Linked DNA regions of Danio rerio: region 2 is linked to region 1. A link is a contact called in public HiChIP or PLAC-seq data. All regions are on one chromosome and are shown on one strand. The core of a region is the stretch at or near the end of the contact, and the rest is flanking DNA. Distances in the headings are between cores, read along the strand shown. Region 1 holds the start of chrna7a (cholinergic receptor, nicotinic, alpha 7a (neuronal)). Region 2 holds the start of rps17 (ribosomal protein S17).

The links. HiChIP or PLAC-seq counts read pairs in DNA pulled down with a chosen protein or histone mark.
Region 2: a contact with region 1 is called in an H3K4me3 HiChIP or PLAC-seq map of embryo, with 5 times the contacts expected there. The contact joins the promoter of rps17 here to the promoter of chrna7a in region 1. A contact is called at or near these places in 2 of 4 datasets of contacts at active chromatin or transcription factors (caudal fin and embryo).

The regions. Positions count from the first base shown.
Region 1 is chr7:68,620,783-68,628,003 of GRCz12tu, forward strand. chrna7a (cholinergic receptor, nicotinic, alpha 7a (neuronal)) reads right to left here and starts at 2,992. Exons shown (of 10, transcript NM_201219.2): 1 at 2,831-2,992. The coding sequence starts at 2,885.
Region 2 is chr7:69,051,359-69,058,579 of GRCz12tu, forward strand. rps17 (ribosomal protein S17) reads right to left here and starts at 2,696. Exons shown (of 5, transcript NM_200845.1): 1 at 2,688-2,696; 2 at 2,054-2,205. The coding sequence starts at 2,690. It also overlaps a transcript of csnk1g1 not described here.

The sequences.
Region 1 (7,221 bases), core at 1,742-4,241:
TAGGGGTGTGTGGAGGGAGGGATTCTTCAAGACGAAAAAACTTAGATAAGAAACTCTTATTTATAGTGAGTTAGTGAGTTAGAAATCATCTGATTGGTGAATCAATTGTGAGCTGATGCAGGACCAGCTGTGATCAATCATAAGCACGTGATCCTCTCGAAATTAGTTTATAATTAAATTTCACTTAGCATGCGGTGGCTTTTAGAAGTGTGAGACCACTCTATTTGGAGCACAGCCAAGATAGTTCTTAAGGTCATAATACTAAACCACTTTGATAACAAACCTTGACTAAGAGACTTTAGAATGACCAAAACAACATTTAAGATGTGCAATGTGGTCAGCCTGCTGGTTTGCCCGTTAATGTCATCCCATTGTGCCTATTTTTGTCATCAAATGATCTGTTAAAACAAAATCACATTACGTTTTTCGATGCACGTGCAGAAATGTATTCAGGAAATGGGTTTCATCATACGCTGTTAAAAAAATGTTGCGTTCAACACAACTCTTTCATGTTGTCCCAACACAAGTCAGTTAAGTTAACTTAATGGTTTTTACAAATTTAAGTAGATTGAAAAAAAAAATTACAAAATAATTTATACAAAAAACTCAAGAATTGTGTTGTTTCAGCACATTTTAAATTGAACAAATACTTTTTGTAAATATCTTTTTGGAGTGTTTTAAAGTTTTTTTAAATGTTTATTTTACTTGTGCCCATAAGATTCTTATACACATTTTCAATATTTATACGCATTAGCTATATTTCCATCCATTCTGAAAAGTGATTCAAAAATGATTCCTTGAATTTAAAATTTTTTTTTAAAGCAAATTGGTTGTAAACTATTTATTTGGGCTGATTTTATACTATTTATTTATTTAAATTCAGCACAAAAAAAATAGGTTGCAACAGTTTTGCAGACATAATTTTTTTAGTGCACCCAATGCCTGCTGCTTTCCAACATTATTTAATATAACTTCACTCAAAAAAATCATTGTTGCTGCTTGTTCAAACTACCTGTCTTAAATGAGCTAAAACAATAATTCTTTAATTGTCAACCCTGTATTGTGTGGGATTGTGTTATGAAGAGGAAATGTTGACAATAAAATTATCTTATGTATTTTTTGTAAGGGAAAACACTGTAAGAGTTTTTTCCTCACTTAGTTAAAAATTTTAAAGAGTTTCAGGTAAATGTAAGAATGATTTGACACACTCAAAAATGGAGTTTGCTGTTTGTTCAAACTACTTATTTAAAATGAGCTGAAAAACAATTATTCAGTTTTTGGAGGATAACTTTGTTCAATTCACATAAATTTGTAAAAACGAGTAAGTGACTTAATTATTTTGAGTTGCCCCAACACAAGTCAATTGCTTGTAACCTAGCAAGGATTTGCTCATGGGTTTTATTTACCTACAATTGGTTGAAATAACACAAATAAAATAAGTTTAACACAATTCAAATAGGTTAAAATAACTCAAAACAAATAGGTTGAAAAGTTTTCCTTAATTTATTTACACACTCTAAAACACCACAGTCAGCTCTATCAAATGAAATGAGTGTAATTAATTTGGAATTAATTGCACTCAGTTTTGAACTCAGTGTTAGAGGTATAAAGTTAATTAAATACCTTATTACTTCAACCTAAATGGAGTAAGTTCACAGTACTCGTATAGATTAGTTTTTAACCCAAACGGTTTGTAGCAATCAGTTTCCTCAAACAGTTTGAGTTGCCTTAACTTATTGGGTTTTACAGTACTCAGTTGGTTTGAGTTCTCTTCATTTATTGGGTTTTACTGTACTCAAAATGCTTTGTTTACTCAAATGGATTAAGTTCACAGTACTCATTAGGATTAGTTTTTGAACTGAAATGGTTTGTTGCAAACGGTTTCCTTAAATAGTTTGAGTTACCTTAATTTATTAAGTTACAGTACAGAACAAAGAAACTCAAGTTTGGAACAAGTGAAGGATGCGTAATTGTTGACAGAATTTTTTTATTTTTTTTTAACTTTTTTTTTGAAGGGTGAACTATGCTTTTAAGTATGCATCTAACTTATCTAGACTAATCTGGACAAATACAAGGCAATTCATAATGATTCTAGCCTTTTCCCCTCATAGTTCAATCACTGCCTTTTCTCTTCTAGCAGGACAAGGGATGTTCTTGTAATCGAATTCCCTCAGGATCAAGTCTATTCATAATCGAATTCCACAAAGATGCCCTCTAGATTACATCAGGCATTTGATTCATTCAAAAAGGCACCTGTTATTCATGAGAGATGAATTCAGAAACTAGAGAAGCAGACTCTCTTGACAGTATCAGAGACACTACTGTATAATGCACACAAAGCATCCAGTGTACAAATTCAGTTTAGGGGGCACTAATGAGATTGCAGCCAGAGACAACTAATTAATGGACTGGTAACAGAGCAAAATCATAATTATAAAAGCCACAGCCATTAAAAAAATTAAGATAAAGAAAAAATTAAGAATGAATTCAAATAGACTGACTCTTGAGCAAAGTAGAATTAGACCACAAAGTATATGTTAAAATTGCTAATGTTAAACTGCCAACTTAAAGCCATGACCCAGCACAAAAAACAAATCGCACTCATTAACCTCAAATTCTAATCTGGCTAGTATCCTCATATAAACAAGCCTCAAAACATCAATTTCATTTACGTCACAGCAGAACTTGAAATAGATCTGAGCGGATATGCAACACTTCAATCAGAAAACACTGAATTGACATGCAAGAAACTTTGATAAAGCATTAAAAAGACAATTATTCAGCAAAGCTCATGGATATTTCATAATCAAATGTCTAAATGGTTCCTTACCTCTCCATAGGCAGCATGTGGTGGTAAAATAAAGAGTATATTCCCAAATTCCCATCTTCCTATTTAGATTAAATTGCAGAAATTAATAGAAAAGCTGGTGTGGTGATATAGGTCTTGGTGTTATGAAGAGTCTCTCTCAGCATCCCACGGGCAGAAGGGAATACAGTCTCATGCAGCAGCATCAACAAAAGGCATGAAACCCTGCCCCCCCTCTCTCTCGCTCTCTTTCCCTCTCTCTCCACTCTCACTTTTATGGTTTATCTTGCTACCATTGATATATTGCTTTTAAATTAATTTTACTCTAGCACAACGTCCGAAAGGAATGCTAATGGTTTTTCCAATGTGATGTGGATGACTGGTAAAGGATTTCAATAGCAATCAAGTCATAAAAGGAATAAATTAAAACTAAAAATACATTCAAAAAGAAATTTAGCATATTGATTATCATCTTAGTGTGCCAAATGTATACCAGAAATTTGTTCTTTCTCCTAGGACTGAACTAAGTAAAAAAAAATCCTATGTGGAATGGGGATAGTTCACCCAAAAATGAAAATACTAAGCGTTTACTCACTCTCATGTGGTTTCAAACCTTTATGTATTTCTTTCTTCTGCTAAACTTTAAGATATTTTAAAGAAAGAAGAAAACCTCTAACCGTAGACTTCCTATAAATACTATGGAAGTCAATGGTTACAGGTTCCCAATATTTTTCACAGTAACTTATTTTGTGTTTAAACGAGAAAAAATACATTTAAACAGGTTTGAAACAGGCAAAATGTGAGTGAATAATCATAGAGTTTTAATTTTGGGTGAACTATACCTTTAATTTAGTACAGTGTCTGAACTTTAGTTTTTCATTAATGCTTACAAACACTAATTATAGTTATGCATGACTTTGATCGTGGTTATCCAATTAATACTTTTCCTGGCAACTTCAGTGCAACAGTGTTTCATCCTTTAGGCATTATGCTTTGACTTCCTTCCCCATGCTGCATGATTTGGGTGGGAGATATAGGAGGAGAGACTTGGCAAATGCCCCACTGCACTGAGCATCCAGCCAGATAGATTCAGCTCTGCAACTTGCTGCTCAGCACATTGCGAAACAGATGTCTTAAAGGTGCACTCCGTTCTTTTTTTTTATGGTTGTTTATTGGTTGTTTGTTTTTTTTGCTCACGGAGATTAGTCATACAGTATAAATAGACATGAATTAAGGTTTTAAAATAATGGTGATAAAATATTTTCATGTAGCAGGGGTTTGTTCTTCGTACCTCACTTAGTGATGTTTTATAAACAAATTTCGGGAGGAGCACGATCCGTATTTGACGAGGCTAATTCATCACAATCATTCTATTATCCAATCAGCTCAAGACCAAACCCCTACAAATAGTTAAAGACGTCATACCTCCATTTTCTCTTGACTTTAGCATCCCTTCACCACCCCAACTCCACATTATTAAACCTGATACCTATTTAAATCTGAGGGAGGAGTGTTCTGAAGCCGGGCTAGACACTGCGCTCAGACCCTATCTCTCTCTATCCTGATAAGAGGAATACCACAAGTTAGGGTGTCTTCCGAGCTCAGAGCCCTCTCCCCGGACAGCTTGCCGAATACTTATATTTTATTTAGTCAAATGTCTGTGTGTGAACCCATGAAACCAGTCTACATTACTTTGGCAGATCCTGGGTCTTTTAATCAAGATAACTGGCGCAAATTCAAACTAAAATTTGTGTGCAATATTTTTCTGTTGTGTCATGGGTTAAATGCAATGTTTCCTGAAAACTGTGTGCAAGGGTGAACATGGTAGTTTGAGATATGTATTGTTTTGTTTGGTGGGTATTTCTAAAAATCCAGACCGATTGGCAGTAAAATGAGTATAAACAAAGTCCCTTTAAGGCAAGCCATTTTACTCCGTGGCCATTTTTAAAACATCTACTGTATACTGAGCTAATATAGTGAATTAACCATCTCTTTTTTTCATCAATAACACAAAACAAGATTGGCAAATGGCCAACAAAATGGGTCTAAGATGATATAAGCCAATTAAAGCTTTTGGAAGACTTTTTTTGTCTTAAGAATTCTAAGCAAATCCACACGATGAAGTTTTTTTTTTTTTATATGAGCGTTAAGGCAGGTTTGGGAATATAAAACAAATTTCAAGCACAAAGGTAATAAAATGCTTAACATAAAAGTGAAAAAGAAAATACATGGTTTTAAAAGAACATATTGTTCGACGTTGTTCCATTTAAAAATATTGTGCAAAATTTAGTTAGTGATACTCAATAACATTCCACACTTATTGTAGGCTGTTTGTGCAGGCTTTACACTTTTATGTGTACTGACGTAAAGTAATTTCTGGGGATCTTCATCAGACACTAAACCTCACAGATGCCAAAACTTGAAATACTTGTCCTCACAAGGAAAGCAGGCATAGGAGCCTGATGCTGAAAGATCAGTGTAAATCCATGCCTAAATATGGCCAGGGTCATTCTAGAACAGGCAGAGAAGTGAGTGGATGAAACTCTGGAGGATCCAACTCAGAAGAGTAGAGTTGATGTTGCATCTGCTTTTATAGTCCTGTATAATAAGATAGAGAGATGATGAGTCTGTTAAATCATCTCGCCCTGTGTACAGTAGATTTTCCAGACCAGTTTTGGGAAAGTAATTTTTAAATGAAATATATTATGTTACTTCTTTTTAAAAAGTAACAAAATTTTACTTTTTAAAGACAGTAGTGGTCTACACAACTTTTGCATTACTTTATATTTTATTTAGGCTAGGCTGGCTTGTTTTAAAAAAAAAAATAAATTATGTATATTTATTACATATTATATATATTTATATATATAATTTTTTTTTTAATTCATTAATTTTATGTACAAAAAACAAAACTTTCTGAATCCCATGAAAAATATAAAGTAACATATTGTTTTGCAAATGAAAAAGTAATGTGTTACATCATTAGTTACTTAAGCTGCACCAGATTACAACATTGAACTAAGGTCGTACTCACACTCTGTACAGTTGCCTCGAACCGGGCCAAAGCACGCTTGTACCCCCTCCCATCTCCCCCGACGGCCCGCACTCACACTGCAATCGGGCCTGGGGACCCTTACGTCATCGATGCTGCGCTGTTCAGTGAGTGTTCTCGCTCAGCACAGAGGAGATTTCTCTAGTTACATAGTTTCAGTCGTTTAATATGCAGTGACATGCCATCAAATATTTCGCCAAACAGTCCTTAGGGATGCGGTGACATGCAGTCAGATATTTCGCCGAACAAATCCGCCACTTTTGGCGATCATAAACGATCATAAAGCTCTCATGCTGCAAGAATGAGGAGGTTTGCTGAAGGTGCGCAGCTGTCGTGCAGTGAGGGGTTTCCTTCTTTAATAAACTCAGGCAGTTTGCGTTCATTGAACAGTAAGAATGATTAATAAATGCATATGAAACAGCCCCTTAAAGTCACGTCTCTCTTTCAGTTTCGGGCAGTTTCGGGCACGTTTTTCACTCACACTACAAGCGTACCGCGCCAAAGCCCAAGTGAACCGCGCTCAGGCCCACCTCTTCCAAATGAGCCAGGGCCAGCCAAGTGAACAGTGCCTGAGCCCGATTTAGCATACTCACACGTCTAAAACGATCCGGGAAACGTGCCTGGGCACGGTTCAGATAGCATAGTGTGAGTAGGCCCTAAAACTGTTCAGGTCTAGGGTGCCACTTTTCTAATGCCAGCTTGACATCAGCTCTGGTGTCAATATTGAGAATAAGGCACATGGGCCAAGAGATGAATGAATCACATCTGCAGCTTAACTGCGTTGAATGATGTGGTAGACCACTATGGTAAGAACAGGTCTGGTGGCATATGGAATGACTTGGAGGCAGAAACTCTAACAGAGCTGAAAGGAGACATAAGATACAATTTAATTACACATAAATAAATGTGTTGCCGTGTAAGTCCTTATGAGTTTTGTTTGTATTCATTATGACAATCTATCTATATGCACATAACTTTAGCAAACCTGTTCCTATAATGATTAAAGGGTTTCTAGTAAGACACCCCACAATTTGAATCTCTGTTTTAGGTTCTCGCCAAGCAGAGAGAAATTAGACTAAAAGTACAAAGTGTGGCCTTGCACCACTCCTTCGAGGTGGAAAAGATGTACCGCAGTACTAGCACCGCATTTATTTATTGTACCTCTCCCACACAAAAAGAAGTAAATACGTTTTTTCCTCATCTCGTCATGCTGAATCAATTCTCAGCAGAGACAGATGGCCGAAGCTCATTACACACCAAATATCTGCATGAAATCTACAGCCTAGATCCAACTCTATTCTTTATGATTTCACACCTGAACCCACTCACATCCCCATCATCAACAGACTGTCATATCTCACTT
Region 2 (7,221 bases), core at 1,446-3,945, 430 kb after region 1:
CATGCAATCTGAACTTGTCATAAGGTGATACTAGCATCATGTAAAGAATGAAAATGAATGTTATTTAAAGATAAATAAAAACATGGGCAATGTTAGCAGTGCTCAAGTTTGAAAAGGTTCTTGAAGAGATTTTTTCCCCACATTTTACTATTATTGCACCCTCAATCTGTTCCAAACATTTCAGTTTCTTCCTGCTGTTAAACACCAGCAATGTTATTTTGAAGAAATCTGAAAACCTGTATCCGAAACCACATACTTCCAAATTATATAGTACGGTAAAAACAGTATGCGAGCCAGGCTATATCACAGTGTATTATGATTGTGCAATAGCCACATATACGACTATGAAGTAGAGCAGGATGTCATTCCTACCAACAAATGTGCGCTTCATGTCTAATACGAAAGTGAAAGCATGCTGAAATATTACTGAGTGCTGTTCATCCGTTAGGAAAATTGACCAAAGTTACCATCTGATAATTTTCCATATTTTAATCGGTCCCACTTTATATTAAGTGGTCTTAACTAATATGTACTTACACAGAAATTAATAGTTCGTACAATGTACATTGTGTAAATACATGTATTTGCTGTGTACTTATGCTTGATTAAATACATGTAATTACATCTGTAATTAACTTTTGTTATTACATTTGTAAATACACTGTTGACCATCCCTTACTTATTAACCTACCCTTAAACCTACCCATGCCACCAAACCTGTCCATAACCCAACCTCTATCCCAACTCAAACGCACCACAAGTGTTCTCAAATACATTATAAACACAGTAAGTACATTGTATTTATTTTTTGATGTAAGTACATAGTACTTAAGGACACAATATACAGTGGGACCTTTTAATCTTATAATATATCGTGTTGGACCTGTTGTAATGTTCATTTCTGCACTGACAGCTCAGAAAAAAATATCAACATTGATCTGCTTCATGATCTGGTGCAGACTCTGTTCATTTGTTATTTCTCTCTATAATTTAAGCCTATATTGCATAAATCTAGCCAACATTTCTTTAATAGATTGATTGATTAAATAGATAAATTCTTTTGAAACTGAAAAAAAAAAAAACTGAAATGAGGCTCTGTATAAGAGTCCGACCTCTCTGATTTATATTTGGTGACTATGTCAGCCGGTGTCAAAATTAAAGTGCACATTTTCACTTATAAAATATTCTATACACAACTGGTCGAAAGTTTGGGGTCAGTATGATTGTTAAATATTTTAAAATAAGCTTCTCCACCACACCAAAGCTGCATTTATTATATCATAAATACAGTACATATTGTTAAATTGTAAAATGTTATTGCACTATAAAATAACTGTTTAAATGTAGTTTATCATTTAATTCATTCCAGTTATTTTAAAGATGAATTTTCAGTTTCATTGACCCAGTCTTTAGTCACATGATCCTTTGAAAATCACTCTAATATTAATTATTGTTGTTATTAATATTATTGGTAATAGTAATAAAAGCAATAATGACTGGAGTAATCATTTTATTTTAAACTAAAGCAGTTATTTAAAAATTTTAATAAATATTTAACTGTTTTAACTTTTTTTTACATTTAACAAATGTCACCTTGATAAACGGAATAATTTTCCTTGAATATCAAATAAATGAATAGAACTGACCCCAAACTTTTGACCGGTAAATAAATAAATAAATAAATAAATATATATATATATATATATATATATATATATATATATATATATATATATATATATATATATATATATATATACACACACACACATTTATACTTTTAAACTCTTAAATATATATATTTATTATTAATTGTCAGTTGTATTTACAAAAAAAAATGTTAAGTTGAATAAAAAGGGTAGGTACTACAATTATATTTGGCTTTTGACACATTATTTAAAATACTGTATGCGCATAAAAAAATTGCTATTAACTTTTATTAACTTTTTTTGGTGGGGCCTGATAACATTTTGGCAGGGCAAGTTACAATCTGAACCACTGGCCTAGTAGAAAAAGATTCTAAGCGTGGAACCCTGGAATGGCTTTCACTCACCCTGCGATTTTGTTTCTCAGCGGTTTGCTGGGGATGATGGCGATCTCCTCACACACCCGCTTGTTAATGTGGAAGTCATTGCCCAGCCGGGTATAGTATTTCTCAATGACCACACGAGCCGCTTTCTTCACCGTCTTGGTCCTCACGCGTCCCTGTCAGCCGCAAACACACTACAGTCACTCTGGATATCAGGACATTTCTGTACTTTTTTTTTTTAATTTACTAACGGTAACATGTTATTAATCAGACACGAACGCCTTAGTAAGGTAGCCCTGAGAGGAAGTGTGCGCTACTGATGACTCAAGCTGTTGTTTTAAGACAAGTTTTTTGGGGTTTAAACGTTTCACATGTTAAAAGAGTCACTCGTAGCACTTGAATACGCGAATAATTCAACTTAATATTGTCTAACGTTACATTTCTCAGACTTTAACATCTGAAGCTGCTTCTGTTGTAGACCGGAAGACAACCCGAAGCTGTTTTTAACATCCTACATAACATCTCCTGCCAAACGTTAAAATACTTTGTATACGTGGATCTTGAGAGTCTTGACAAAACATTCTGGTCATTTATAAAAACGTGAAGAGTTGATGAAGTACAAGATTTGAAAGGATTGACAGGGATTCACGGTACACACCATTTTGACTTGGTTTAGAGGAAAAAGGGTTTAAAACAGTACGGGGCGGAAGTTTATAGAGCTCTTTCGGAAGTGACATAAAAGTCCGTAGACGAGCTCCATCACCTGCTTCAAATCAACGGGAAAAAAGAAAGAAAAAGCGTAGTTTTGTTAACAGACTTCGCTAAATACATGCTTCTTACACCACTTATCAATTCAATTTGAAGCACATTTTAAGCTTCCAGCACTTCACAACTTTGGAGAACTGTATATGGACAATTCTTCAACTACGGGCACTTTTAGCTTTGTGTTAAGTAAAAAAAAAAAACTTGTTCAAAATTAATGTATCATATCCTCATAAGTTTAAACAGTTTGTCTAGTTTTAAGATCTGTTAGAGGACAAACTTAGATAAGAAGAGAAATTGTTCATATTTAACATTTTTTCCATCGTGAACTGAAGATATGTCAATTCCACCACATCGCAATATTTCAAGATTAGATCATTTATAGCAGTCAAACACTGTCTAAGATCATTTTTGTATCTAGTTTAACCAGTCTTTCCACAATGTTTATAATAATTATACATTTGTCAATTAAATAAATTAGTTGTATGCTAAACTGGACTCCTGTCACACTCTAAAATTGAATACTAATTTGGTTAAGAGTTTATTAGAAAATAAATAAACTGAATTTGTATATTAAATAGAGCATGAACTCATACATTGTGAATACACTTTTAATGTGTGATGAGAACTTTTATAAATAGTTTTTATAAATGTGTGTGGTGATGGAAATGACAGTGGTGGAAATGACATTTCAACAGTTTATTGTGAAAAAAATTTAAACTAGCTTCACCGATTAGCTTTGACTTGATATAGCCTTTCATGTATACAAAACAATCTTATTTACCTTCATTTTGTTTGGTTTTTAAAAACAACTTTGAAGGTACAACATGTTTGAAATGACGTAGAATAAATGTATTTTCTTATCAAGCAATATTTACCTTGATTTTTCTTCAAGTGTTGTAGATGAAAATTTAAATTCCCTCCATCTTGAACATGTGCTCAGATGACTATTGATTTTTATAAAAACCACCTAAATAATCGCACACAAACTTTTTAAAGCGACATTACAGTGTTGTGGTGGAAATGACACTGGTACTGTGAGACAGCTATGTTTTGTATAAAAAATAATATTGATAATAGTCTCACATTAATAACTATAAAATATTTAAATTATTTCACTAGTGCTTCATTAAGATACATTAGTGGATTCCAGATAAATAATATTTTAAAATGTTATTTTCATTGTTGAAGTTTAAAACTCTGGGTGTGCGACAAGGCAAAAACAGTGATTTTGAGACCTAAAAGGAGGTTGAATAATATAGAAAAATATATAATAGAAAGGTAGTGCATTTTTTAAAGTAGGTTTTATTGTTAGTTTGACAAATTTTATATATATATATATATATATATATATATATATATATATATATATATATATATATATATATATATATAAATTTGGATAAATGTCAAAGGACATAAAAGTGCCCAATGTTAAAGAGTTATATATATATATATATATAATTCTTTAACAACGTTTAAGAATATTTATTATATTATATAAACCTTTACACACTTGCAGGTAGAATAAGTGTTTTGAAATATGTTTTTGTCAATTTTTGCCATATTCTTTCATTGAATGGATGTGATTTTGCCATGTCCCACACTGCTCACTGCACTTCGGTGAGTCTAAAAAGTTGGTAAATTAGATCAAATTAAAAAGATTTTTAAATATTCTTATTGTCTTTACCAAGTTATTTAGTAAAATAAGTCATTTTGATCGTTTTTATTTTGTTTTCATATTATTATTAACCATTTTGCATGTGTCTTTGTGATTGCTGTCCACCCTCTCATGATGTGGTAAATGCCCTTTTAAGAAGCCCTCTGATGTACAGGGTAGGCCATTTGTATGGATACAACTTAATAAAATGGGAATGGTTGGTGAAATTAACGTCCTGTTTGATGGGTATTACCGTACCGTGAAATTCTGATACCGTTACATCCCTAATATTAGATGTTGTTTGCTTTGTCAACACACCAACGTCGAAATACTCATTTACCCTCTTTATTAACAATTTATTTAAATAATGAATATTATAATTATTTAATAATAAATGATGATATAAATGTATCATTATGAAAGCAACAACTACATTTTCATGCATTTTATCCAAAATCAAAGAACTTTTGAAAACACTATATTCAAATTCAAGCAATTTCAATGATTTTTATTACTGATATTTACCCTGTAAACAAAAGTTCACCATGTAGCCAAACTCGCGCTATATTATATAAAATGAGCCGAATATTTAACAGTCAGCTCATTTAAAAACACATTCTGCACACACACACACACACACACACGTTTACACTTTTATAGGGCATTATGCTCTAGATTTTTACAGTTTTTTTTCTCCATAACTGTTGATCTCCTGTCCATTTATAACACTGATTTGCCTTCCCTTTTACACATTACAACATTTTCATGTAATTTCAACAGCACAAAACCCCAAACTAATTTCATAGCATGTGCATGTTGATAATTTATAACTCATATCAGTAGCGAAACGCAGCCAAACTTCAAAAAGAGCTGCTTATAGTAAAACAAATTCAATTATCCCAAATTATTCCATGGCACAAACAACTGAATTTCATACACCATAAATAAAATAAATATGTAATCTGTAGTGTATAAATACACACTGCATGATCCTCTAAAAAAGACAAACACGCACTCGCCCAGAGTTTAAGAGACATTTTCTTTTATTTTACATAAAAAAGGGTGCAAACTTGAGTTTCCCTTTAAGAGTGGAGGGAATAAAAATTTAATTCGAAAGGTTATGTATGGAATTTTATATGACTCCTCAGGAAAATAGGCATTTTAAATAAGATTAAGATTAAGGCCTTAATCTTTCTCCAAATTAAAAACAAAATATATTTAGAGGTTGAGAGAGAGAGAGAGAGAGAGAGAGAGAGAGAGAAGAGAAAGAGAGAGAGAAACAAAATGGGTCCATCACAGTTGAAGCCCTTGACAAAGTAAAATCATCGAAGTACATTGAAGCAACATTCATTTTTCAACACAATAAATTCATAATACAATGAAATTTAAAGTATCTTTTTTTCTTGTAAGTATGACCAGAACAAGAGAATGACTCCTGCAGAACTGTACAATTTAGTTTTTAATAAGCCTGAAGTACTGAAACATCCTTACAGAAATGAACACTACAAAAAAACGTGAAAAAGAGAAATATTGCAGTGCTTTCCTACCAGACTCTTGTAATATAATCATTCCGAGGTCATTAAAAAAAAAAAGAGCAGTTTAACCAGATTGATCTGTTCATTAAAAAAGCAACACCAACAACAACAAAAAAAAAGTTCAACAAGTTCCCAAATTAACTCAAAAGTTGAGACAGGAATGATTACAATTGTTTTGAAAGATCGAGAGGGGAGGGGGGGGAGCTATGTAGCAGACACAATGGAAGGGTAATACAGTATACAGCGGCAAAATAGTGGACATTTACCTGCTGAACTCAAGCGTACAGAGGGGTCAGACTTGCAGTAGCATGTTTAAGGCATTATGCAGCCACAGAATAACAGTGTATCAACTTCATGCCCACAATGTTCTTCAGTGCCCCATTCACAAGTAGTTCCCATTGCTTTCGGAATCAAAAGCCATGCACATAAAATCTGCATTAATGTCACTAACTTCAATTTTAGTAGGAGAATAACTCTTATTTACCTCTTTGTATTTAAATCTGCAGCACAGTAAAGTGACCAGAACCATGATATATATATTCATATTAAATAAAAATAAAAAGCAAAGGCAATTCAAAAGGAATCGTAATGGTATGCAAACACCCTTCCGAATGACCCAGAATGCATCCCGAATGACTTCGACTTTGAGGAAACCAACTAGAAATGGAACCGTGGTATATTTAAACCTCATACTTGTACGGATATACCATCTTTATTAAAACAAAAATCGCAAATGGTACAATCCTTAAAAAAGCAAACAAAAATGGGGAACTTAAAGATGAAAGATGGTTTGACGTCATCACCTTGCAGTTGACAAGAGAGCCAGTAGTCATTACGATTGATCGCATTAACCAAGATTCCAGAAATAACGTCTGTTCTAGCCATCCCGAATCAAACCACTTCCAATAGCATATCGAGAATGATTTCAGTGTCTAATGTAGTGTCTTAAATGGACGAGTCTACCAGCAGATGGCGCCTTAATTTACGTCTGCTTGTAATCCCAAAGTACATCCGCACAGTCCATAGATCCAAAGCTAAACAATTTCACATTCCGCTTATATCCGAACAAACGGAAGAAAAAAAAAAAAAAGCAATTCCAAGTGGCTCCGTAACGAGCCAAGGGCTCCCACTTTGGAGTCAATATGAATTAAGGGGTTAAAGGAGTTATCCTGCAATTCTCCATAAAGCCAGACGCACCTGGCGATAGCAAGCAGTGCACATCCAGAAATACTAAA